2 separate regions of the Capra hircus genome follow, and region 2 is linked to region 1. Evidence: chromatin contacts called from public Hi-C data. All regions are on one chromosome and are shown on one strand. Each heading gives the region's core, a stretch centred on a gene start, on an enhancer-like site or on the middle of the called end of the contact. The rest is flanking DNA. Distances are from core to core; before and after follow the strand shown. Region 1 holds the start of PIM1 (serine/threonine-protein kinase pim-1). Region 2 has its middle 48 kb from the start of FGD2.

Region 1 (4,110 bases), core at 1,168-3,667:
TGGGCTGGCTTCAGACCACGTGATTCCTGTTTACAAACTTTGAGTTGTAAAAAAAAAAAATGTGGGGCCATCCCGCTGGCGCTCACCAGGGGGCAGCAAAGACTGGAAGGAAAAAACATGGGAGGACCCGGCCAGCCATTAACTGTTAAATACAAAAAAAAATACAGCCCAACCCAGCGTCCTCCAAGGGCAAATAAACACAAACCACAAGCCCCAGTCACAAGTTTTGAAAGGCTGTCGTTTGTTAGGTTAAGCCGCTCAGATGATGACCCACCCTCCTCTGCTTTGATCTCCGAGCTCTCCATTCCATCTTTTCTGAAAGAACCCGCTCCAAGCCCCTCCCTAGGATAGGTTTTCATCCTCTCTGTGGAGACACCCAACTAATTTTCAAACCAGCAAGAGATCCTATTTCACAACATTCATTCCCGACTCCCTCACTCCACATCACCACCAAGATAAAATAATAATAACAAGAATCAACAAAATGAATTATTTAGTAAAACTACTCTTCTCTTCCTTATTCGTCCCTAGATCAAAGGGGAGGGGAAAACACACACACACACACACACACACACACACACACACACACACACTGCAGCTCTGAAAACTACCTCAACCGAAAACTCCCTTATAAATCAAAACAAAAATGACAAAACCGGCAATCAATTTTCATCTCTCCCGCTCTCTCCTCCCCCTGTCCCCTCCCTCTCATCCTTCTACCGGCGGGGAAACTGGGTCAGACTTCAGAAATCTGGGCTACGGCCGGTTGCCCACAACCTCTTATTCATGGGGAAAGCTTGGAACCCACTGAATTTCACTTAAAAAATAAAATCATGCCAGAGACATTACAGGTTCAGCTGGCTCGAAATTCCCAGCTTTCCTACCCTGGGAAGCCCTCCTTCGCCCCACCCCTGCTAGCATCGAGCCAGGCGGCCCGATGACCTTTACAAAGGGCCGGGAGGGAAGCCTGCCGAGGCCTCCAGGCCAGGCCGAGTCACCTGGGCAGTTCCCCTCCCGGGGAGCTCCCCCTCAGGCCTGACTCACCATCGAAGTCCGTGTAGACGGTGTCCTTGAGCAGCGCCCCCGACCCGAAGTCGATGAGCTTGAGCTCGCCGCGATTGAGGTCGATAAGGATGTTCTCGTCCTTGATGTCGCGGTGAAGCACCCCGCAGTCGTGGCAGTGCCGCACCGCCTCCAGCACCTGCCAGAAGAAGCTGCGGGCCAGCTCCTCCTGCAGGGCCCCTCTTTCCGTGATAAAGTCGAAGAGGTCTTGCACCGGCTCCGGCCTCTCCAGGATCAGGACGAAACTGTCGGGCCTCTCGAACCAGTCCAGGAGCCTAATGACGCCGGAGAAGCCCGAGCTCACCTTCTTCAGCAGAACCACTTCCATGGGCACTCGGGTGCCATTAGGCTGCAGAGGGGCGAGGGGGGCTGCAGTTAGGGCGGGGGCGGGTCACAGGGTGCCCCACTCCACCCATCCCGGGGGGTCGCTACCTCCAGGATACTCACCAGCTCTCCCCAGTCGGAAATCCGGTCCTTCTCCACGTGCTTGATGGCCACCTGGAAAGCCCCCCCATAGAGTCTCTGTTAGAGATTCCCTCGCCGGGGGGCAAACACACCGGCGTGCCCCCGGCCGGCGCGCCCTCCTCGCAAGCCGGGCGCCCACTCACCGGCAAGTTGTCGGCGACACGAATGCCTGAGTACACCGAGCCGAAGCCGCCGCTGCCCAGGAGCGGGCCCACCTGGTACTGCGACTCCAGGGGCTCCTTCTCCTTGCCTATAGGAAAGGGAGAGTCCCAGGAGACTCAGTGACGTCCCGCGAGCCCCCCAGCTTCCACCCTCGAGGTCCAGCCGCCCCCCACCTCCATCCAGGGTTGGTGGGAGAGAGGCACTTACCCGGCGCCAGCTTGGTGGCGTGCAGGTCGCTGCAGGGCGCGGCGCGCAGGTGGGCAAGCGAGTTGATTTTGGACAAGAGCATCCCCACCTCCAGGGTGTCGGCGCAGAGGCTGTGTCTGGAGGAGCTACTGCAGTAGGGACTAGGGCTGCGCCGGCGGCTGTGCCTAAGGCCGGGGCTGAGGCTGCGGGTGGCGTTGCGGCTGCGGCTGCGGCTGGCGCGGAAGGCCGAGGGCGAGTCGGAGGACGACTGGGGGCGCTGGCGGCTGACGGACACGCCGGCAGGGTCAGGCAGCGCCGCGGGCGGCAGGGTGGGCGGCTCGAGGGGCTGGTGTGGCAGCGCTGCGGCACAGGGAGTGTGTAGCTGTAGCTGCTGCTGCTGTTGCCGGTCCCGCCACCGCCGCCGCCGCCAAGTCCTCTCCGGCCTCCTCCGCCACCGCGGCCGCTGCAGCAGACGCCCGGCTCGCCCTGCCGCCAGGAGTAAAAGGGGCGGAGCGCGCCGGCGGGGAGGGGGCGCGCGGGCGGGCGGGGATGGGGCGGGGCCTCTCCGGGAGGCCTAGGCGGGGGAAGCCGGGCGGCCGGGCCGGCGGAGGGAGGAGAGGGGGTGGGGGAGCGGCGGGACAGGGCGACTCCCCTCCGCACCCCCCCTCCCCGCTCGCCCTCCGTGGCCGCGCCCCGCCCCCGCCCCCGCCGGCGCGCCTCCAGCCAACCAGAGGCCGGCTCATCTGCATAACGCGGCGCGCGCCCCGCCCACGCCCCGCCCCGGCTCTCGCGGTCAGAATGGTCTCTACGCCGCCACGACGTGGCGGGAAGGAAAAGGCGCCAAAATGGAGGGGGAGGGGCGCTGGGGCGTGCGGGGAGGCGGGAGCCGGGTGTTGAGCCGCGAGGGAGGAAGGATGGGGAGGGGCGTATCGATTCAAACCCAAACAATAACAAAGCCTTCAAAGGCCGCCCGAGGCCGGCTCTGCGGCTCTCCATTTCTCGGGGTTTTTGGGTCAAGGGCTAAGAGCTGGAGCATAACAAGTTGCGCAGAGAAGACAGCCGTTGGTGTGTCAGGCCCCGAGGCCCGGCGGCCGGCGCGCCGGGGTGTGAGCGACTGTGTGGGGGGGGCAGGGGGAGGATGCCGACGAGGGTGGTCTTTATGTCTGACTCAGACGCGAGACCTCCAAGTCGGCTTGGGCGGGTTGACCACGCGCTGTGGGATCGGGCTGGATTCTCTGGGGTTTGGATGTTGGGGGCGCAGGATCTGCAAGATATGAGTCACAACGGCGGCTTCACGGAGGTGTCACAGGCCTGGAATAAAACCCGGAGAGCTCCGCTCGCTCGGGGGAGGGGTCCAGATCGCGATTGTCACAGCCGGTGAAAAGATCGGCCCCCAGATCCCCTGGCAGATTTTTATGTTTTAAAAAATGCAGAAAGGTTCCAGTGAATCCTGATGCCGAAGAAGTGATGTGTGTCAGAGTGCCCAGTAAAGAGGAAATCACGAAACAAATGTTAGTATTGTGATGCCAGATGCTGTCTCAGCCCCTTCTGTGAGGGCGGGAGAGAGAAGAAAATGCCTCATCTAAGAGCGAGGGTGGGAAGGCGCGCTAGATGTAATCAGAGTTTTCACGTTGTATTCACCTTCTCGTCAGCCTGTTATTACCAGTCAGGCAATATTAGCAATTATTGGCTGCCCCCAGTCTTGACTCAAAGGAAATTCCCCCCTCACCCCGGCTCCATGCCCCCTTGGAAATAACACGGAAACTGACCAATTCGACTTTCATCCTTTGTCCTTTTAAACTTCTTGTAGAGTTGATAACGACGTGTGAAATGAGTAAATTAAAATTCTTTGTAATCCGTAAATTGAGTTGTCGGGTCCTCCTAAGTAATTGAAAGCTAACTACATCCTCTTTTAATTTTTTTTTTTCAAGTTTCTGCCACTTAAAAAATGAGGTCTGAGGATCTGTATAGCTGTACTCATTAATGAATTTAAATGTTTCATTAAAAGTTTTCTACAATGCTGTTATATAAAGATGCTCAGATATTTCACAACTTTTATTATCTTATGAAATATTACATATTTTCCTTTTGTATACTGTGGCCTAACTCATTCATTTTCAATGACTAGGAAAAAGCCCAAGGGAACAAGAATTATTCCTTTTTTACGGATAGGAAAATGAAACATAAATAAAATGACACAGGGTCATACAACAGCTAAGAGAAGAGATAAAACAA
Region 2 (4,110 bases), core at 853-3,352, 100 kb after region 1:
GGTGCTGTCCACAAGCTGGCGACTTAAAAGTGGCAAGGTACGATCAAGGGGAGAAACCACACGCGTACCCAGCTGCTGAAATCTTTCTGTCAGTTGTCCATTCAGGATTTCTCTGGTGGTCTAGGGGTTAAGATTCCATGCTTCCAGTGCTGAGAGCACGGGTTCAGTCCCTGGTTGGGGGAATTTCCCATGTCTTCCCACTTAAAAAAAAAAAAGTTGTCCATTCAACAGGTTCACAGAAAACCAGACAAAACAAAATGGGCAAAGAGGACCGTCCTCGTAGAGGCCTCACTTCGGCAGGAAGGCAGACGGTCAGGCAAGTGAGCAGTGCCCTGAGGAGCGCCACACAGCATGAGGGGACCGACACGGTGGCCGGGGAGGGGCTTTCCAGAATAGGGCGTATTTGCCTGTGGTTGTCTCTGAAATGACATTTGAGCAGAGGAGCCTGTGCATGGCTGAGGAAGCGTGGCTAGCTGAGGCAGAGGGAACGGCAGTGCAAAGGCCCTGCGGCAGGAGTATGATGGGTTGTTCTGAGGAGCATTGGGCAGCTGAGCAGGTAAGGGAGGGAGTGGTGGGAAGCGAGGTCAGAGAGCTAATGGGAGTAGGGGAGGGACAGATCCTAAAGGCCTTGGAGGTCACAGTGAGGTCTTTGCTTTTAACCCTGAGTGAGATGGGAGCCACTGGAAGGTTTTGAGCTAAAGAGTAACCCAACTTGACTTAGGTTTGAAAAGGATCTCTCTGGCTGCTATGGAGACAGACTAACGCGGCAGGGACGGATGGGGACAGGGAGACAATGGGGGGCTACCGAGACCATCCTGGCGGAGATGGGCCAGGTTGGTGGTGGTGAGGTGGGAAGAAGTGGTCATTTGTTTTTAGGTCAAGCTGTGCGGCATGTGGGATCTAGTTCCCTGACCAGTGACTGAACCCAGGCCCCACACCCTGGGAGCTGCTGCTGCTGCTGCTGCTGCTAAGCCGCTTCAGTCGTGTCCGACTCTGTGCGACCCCATAGACGGCAGCCCACCAGGCTCTCCGTCCCTGGGATTCTCCAGGCAAGAACAGTGGAGTGGGTTGCCATTTCCTTCTCCAATGCATGAAGGTGAAAAGAGAAAGTGAAGTCGCTCAGTCGTGTCTGACTCTTAGCGACCTCATGGACTGCAGCCCACCAGGCTCCTCCGTCCATGGGATTTTCCAGGCAAGAGCACTGGAGTGGGGTGCCATTGCCTTCTCCACACTGGGAGCACAGTCTTAACTACTGGACCAACAAGGAAGTCCCAGAAGTGGTCATTTCTGATGTTCTGAAACTAGTCCCACGCTGGCTCCAGGACAGGAGGGCATCTCTGCCCAGGCCAGGCCCCATCAGAGGTGCCACACCCTCCACCGGAAGCATGGCATGGGGCATGGCACTGCCCAGGCAGCTGTGGAGGCTGGACAGTGCCAGGCCCTTCTTCCAGCCCACCGTGTGGCCGCATGGGCCTCCTCATTTCATTTCAAACATTGTGAATTGGGCCCAGCAGCTATCATTCCCCTCCCACCCTGGGCCGGGCCACCAACCTGCACAATGTTTTTGGGGAGCACATGGTTCATATGTATCAAGAGTCTTAAAATTTTCATGCCCTTTGACCCAGCGAGTCCCTTTCTGGGAGGTTCCCCTGGAGAAGTCACCTGAAACGCTGGTCACGGTTACTGCATCAAGAGCTTCACCTGTGCACTTGCGCTGCCCTTAAGTTCATGTTTCCTAAGGACGTTCACGTCAAAGGACAACACTCATGCTGCAATATCAAGCGGATAGAATATTGTGCAGGAGACACCCGTACAAGGAAGGAAGTAGACGGCGACTACCTCTGAGTGACTGGAACTTCCATTGAAGAAGAAACTTCGCTTTCTTCTTTATACTTTTCTGCTTTGTATGGATGTTCGAAGATGGACATGCTTTGCCTTCATGATAATTGGATTTGAAAGCAGTATTAAAAAAAGAAACAGAAAGGAAATGCGAGTTCCCAGAAGCTGAGGAAGCACAGCAGAGGCCAGGCCTGGAGCAGAGAACCAACTGACCCATCCCTTTCGGGGAAAGGCAGCAGCCACGTGGAGTGGAGCAAGCCTGGTGCCCCGCCAACCGGACAGCCGGCCGCTGGGCTCACTTCCTCCAGCGCGACTGCCCAGGGGCAGAGCTGAGAACGGTGGTGGGAGTGAGCACAGCCGGGTCCACTCCCCTTCCTACTGCCCAGGCCACGGGGATCTGCCCCCTCTCCTTGGCCCTGTAGCGCCTGGAGTTTGCCCCTTCATCACCTCTGCCTCCATCACGTCTCACCAGAAGCCTGCTGCATTTATAACCTTGTGTCTCCCCTCAGTATGTACCCAGGGGTTCTCAAAATGTGGTCCCCATACCAGTGGCATCAGCACCCACCCAGGAACTTGTTAGAAATACAGATTCACAGGCCCCAACCCAGACCCTCTGAATCTGAGAATCTGGAAGGTGAAGCCCAGGAATCCATGTTTTAGCAAGCCCTCCAGGGCTACAGTTTGAGAGTATGATACAGCCCTGCCGTGGTCCTTGGTTTACCTCAATTATGTCATCTTATACATTGCCATGATTTCCACTTAAGAGCTGGGACTCTGAGACCATATTTTATTATTATTTTTTTTGAGCACATACTTTTATTTCAACCTTTGTGCTCCACAGCCGCCTGGACTTCAGGCTCTCCTGTGAGGGTCCAGGTTGGCGCTGGGCGTTCACCGTGCCACGGATATGGGTTGAACCGGAGTTCGCATACTGTGGCATCAGAGCCCTGGCTGCTCAATCGGAAGATCAAGACTGATTCCCCAGGAGACCCAGCGGGCCTGGCCCCTTGTAGGATAAGGGAGGCAGGCTCCCTCCGGTGATGACAGCCAGTGGCAGTCAGGATGGACACACGCTGCCGTGGAGGGCCGCAGCGCCACCTGCTGGCCAGAAGGACACCAGCCGCAATACTGGCTGATTAATGCAGGGACCCACACACACGCACGCACAGGGCTGATTAATGCAGGGACCCACACGCACGCACGCACAGGGCTGATTAATGCAGGGACCCACACGCACGCACGCACACACTCAACAGGGACACCATGACAAGCAAGCACGTGTCTCCTCCCACTGCATGGGGGCGGACACATCCACACGTGGATGTCTGGGCCTGTGGGCATGTGGGGCTCTCTGCCACACCGCCTGGCAGATAGCACTGAATTCACTCATGTGCTCATTTCTTCCTTTACCAAACGTTCTCTCAGATATGCCAAGCCCACAGTTTCTATCCCCGGCTGGGTGATGATCAAGAGACCAGGCAGCAACTAGGCGATGTAGGTAAGGGTCCCAGGAGAGATGCTCCCGGTGAGGTCGCAGAGGCAGCCCCTAACCCATCTAGACTGGAGTTGGGGGCAGGGACAACTTGCCCAAGAGATTCAGCCCCTGCTGGGTCAAAGCCTGTGAGCCGGAGATGGCTGGGTGAAGGAGGCAGAGGTCAAATAGAGCAAAGCACAGAGGAGGCGCTGGAGGGGAGAGTTGAGACCCTGGGCAGAGGGCCTTACACACGGGCCACAGGGTCTGGACTTCGTCCCTGCAGGCAGTGGGGAGCCATGGAAAGCTTCCAGCAGGGGAATGGCCCGGCCAGATTCCGGCGCCATAGCTATTGACACGTCTGTACCAAAGCATAGCCCCTGAGGGTCTCTCAGTCCCTCCTAGGGCTGGGCGCCTTGCATGCGGTTTGTCCCTGGGTACTGCCCCTTCTTTCTGCAGCAGCAGTCCTCGGATGTGTCTGCGAAGGAGAGAGGCGCACCCCCACCCCAGTCTCCAGAGAGAAGCTTGTGTCCACTCTAGAAATGAAGCAAACAGCAGCCACTGTTGAGGCAGGCAGTCCTATGTGCCCAGAAGATGCCCATTTTCCACTCACCAGGCCGCCTGAGACAGCTCAGAGGGTGAGAGCTCTTCTACAACATAGCTCCCTGTGCCCCCTCAGGCCCCCCCAGCTCCCCGTACTAGAGGGCCGGTGCCTCTCTGCACGGATGGTAACTGGCTGGCTGCATCGTGCCGTGCGGAGAGCGCATTTACAGTAGGGGACGCTGGCGCTCTGACACAAG

What was found. A called contact is a pair of places that touch in the nucleus more often than the background predicts.
Region 2: a contact with region 1 is called in a Hi-C map of blood, with 5 times the contacts expected there. The contact joins the enhancer-like site here to the promoter of PIM1 in region 1. A contact is called at or near these places in 2 of 5 Hi-C or Micro-C datasets (both in blood).

What each region holds. Positions count from the first base shown.
Region 1 is chr23:37,691,048-37,695,157 of ARS1.2, forward strand. It overlaps PIM1 (serine/threonine-protein kinase pim-1), which reads right to left and starts at 2,418. Exons shown (of 6, transcript XM_018039243.1): 1 at 1,897-2,418; 2 at 1,671-1,777; 3 at 1,510-1,560; 4 at 1,045-1,411. The coding sequence starts at 1,978.
Region 2 is chr23:37,793,754-37,797,863 of ARS1.2, forward strand. No RefSeq gene overlaps it. Among named protein-coding and RNA genes, the nearest start is that of FGD2, 48 kb to the right of the region's middle. Within about 2 kb of position 2,103, at least 3 of the 5 cell types and tissues checked have an H3K27ac peak or open chromatin away from gene starts, as enhancers often do.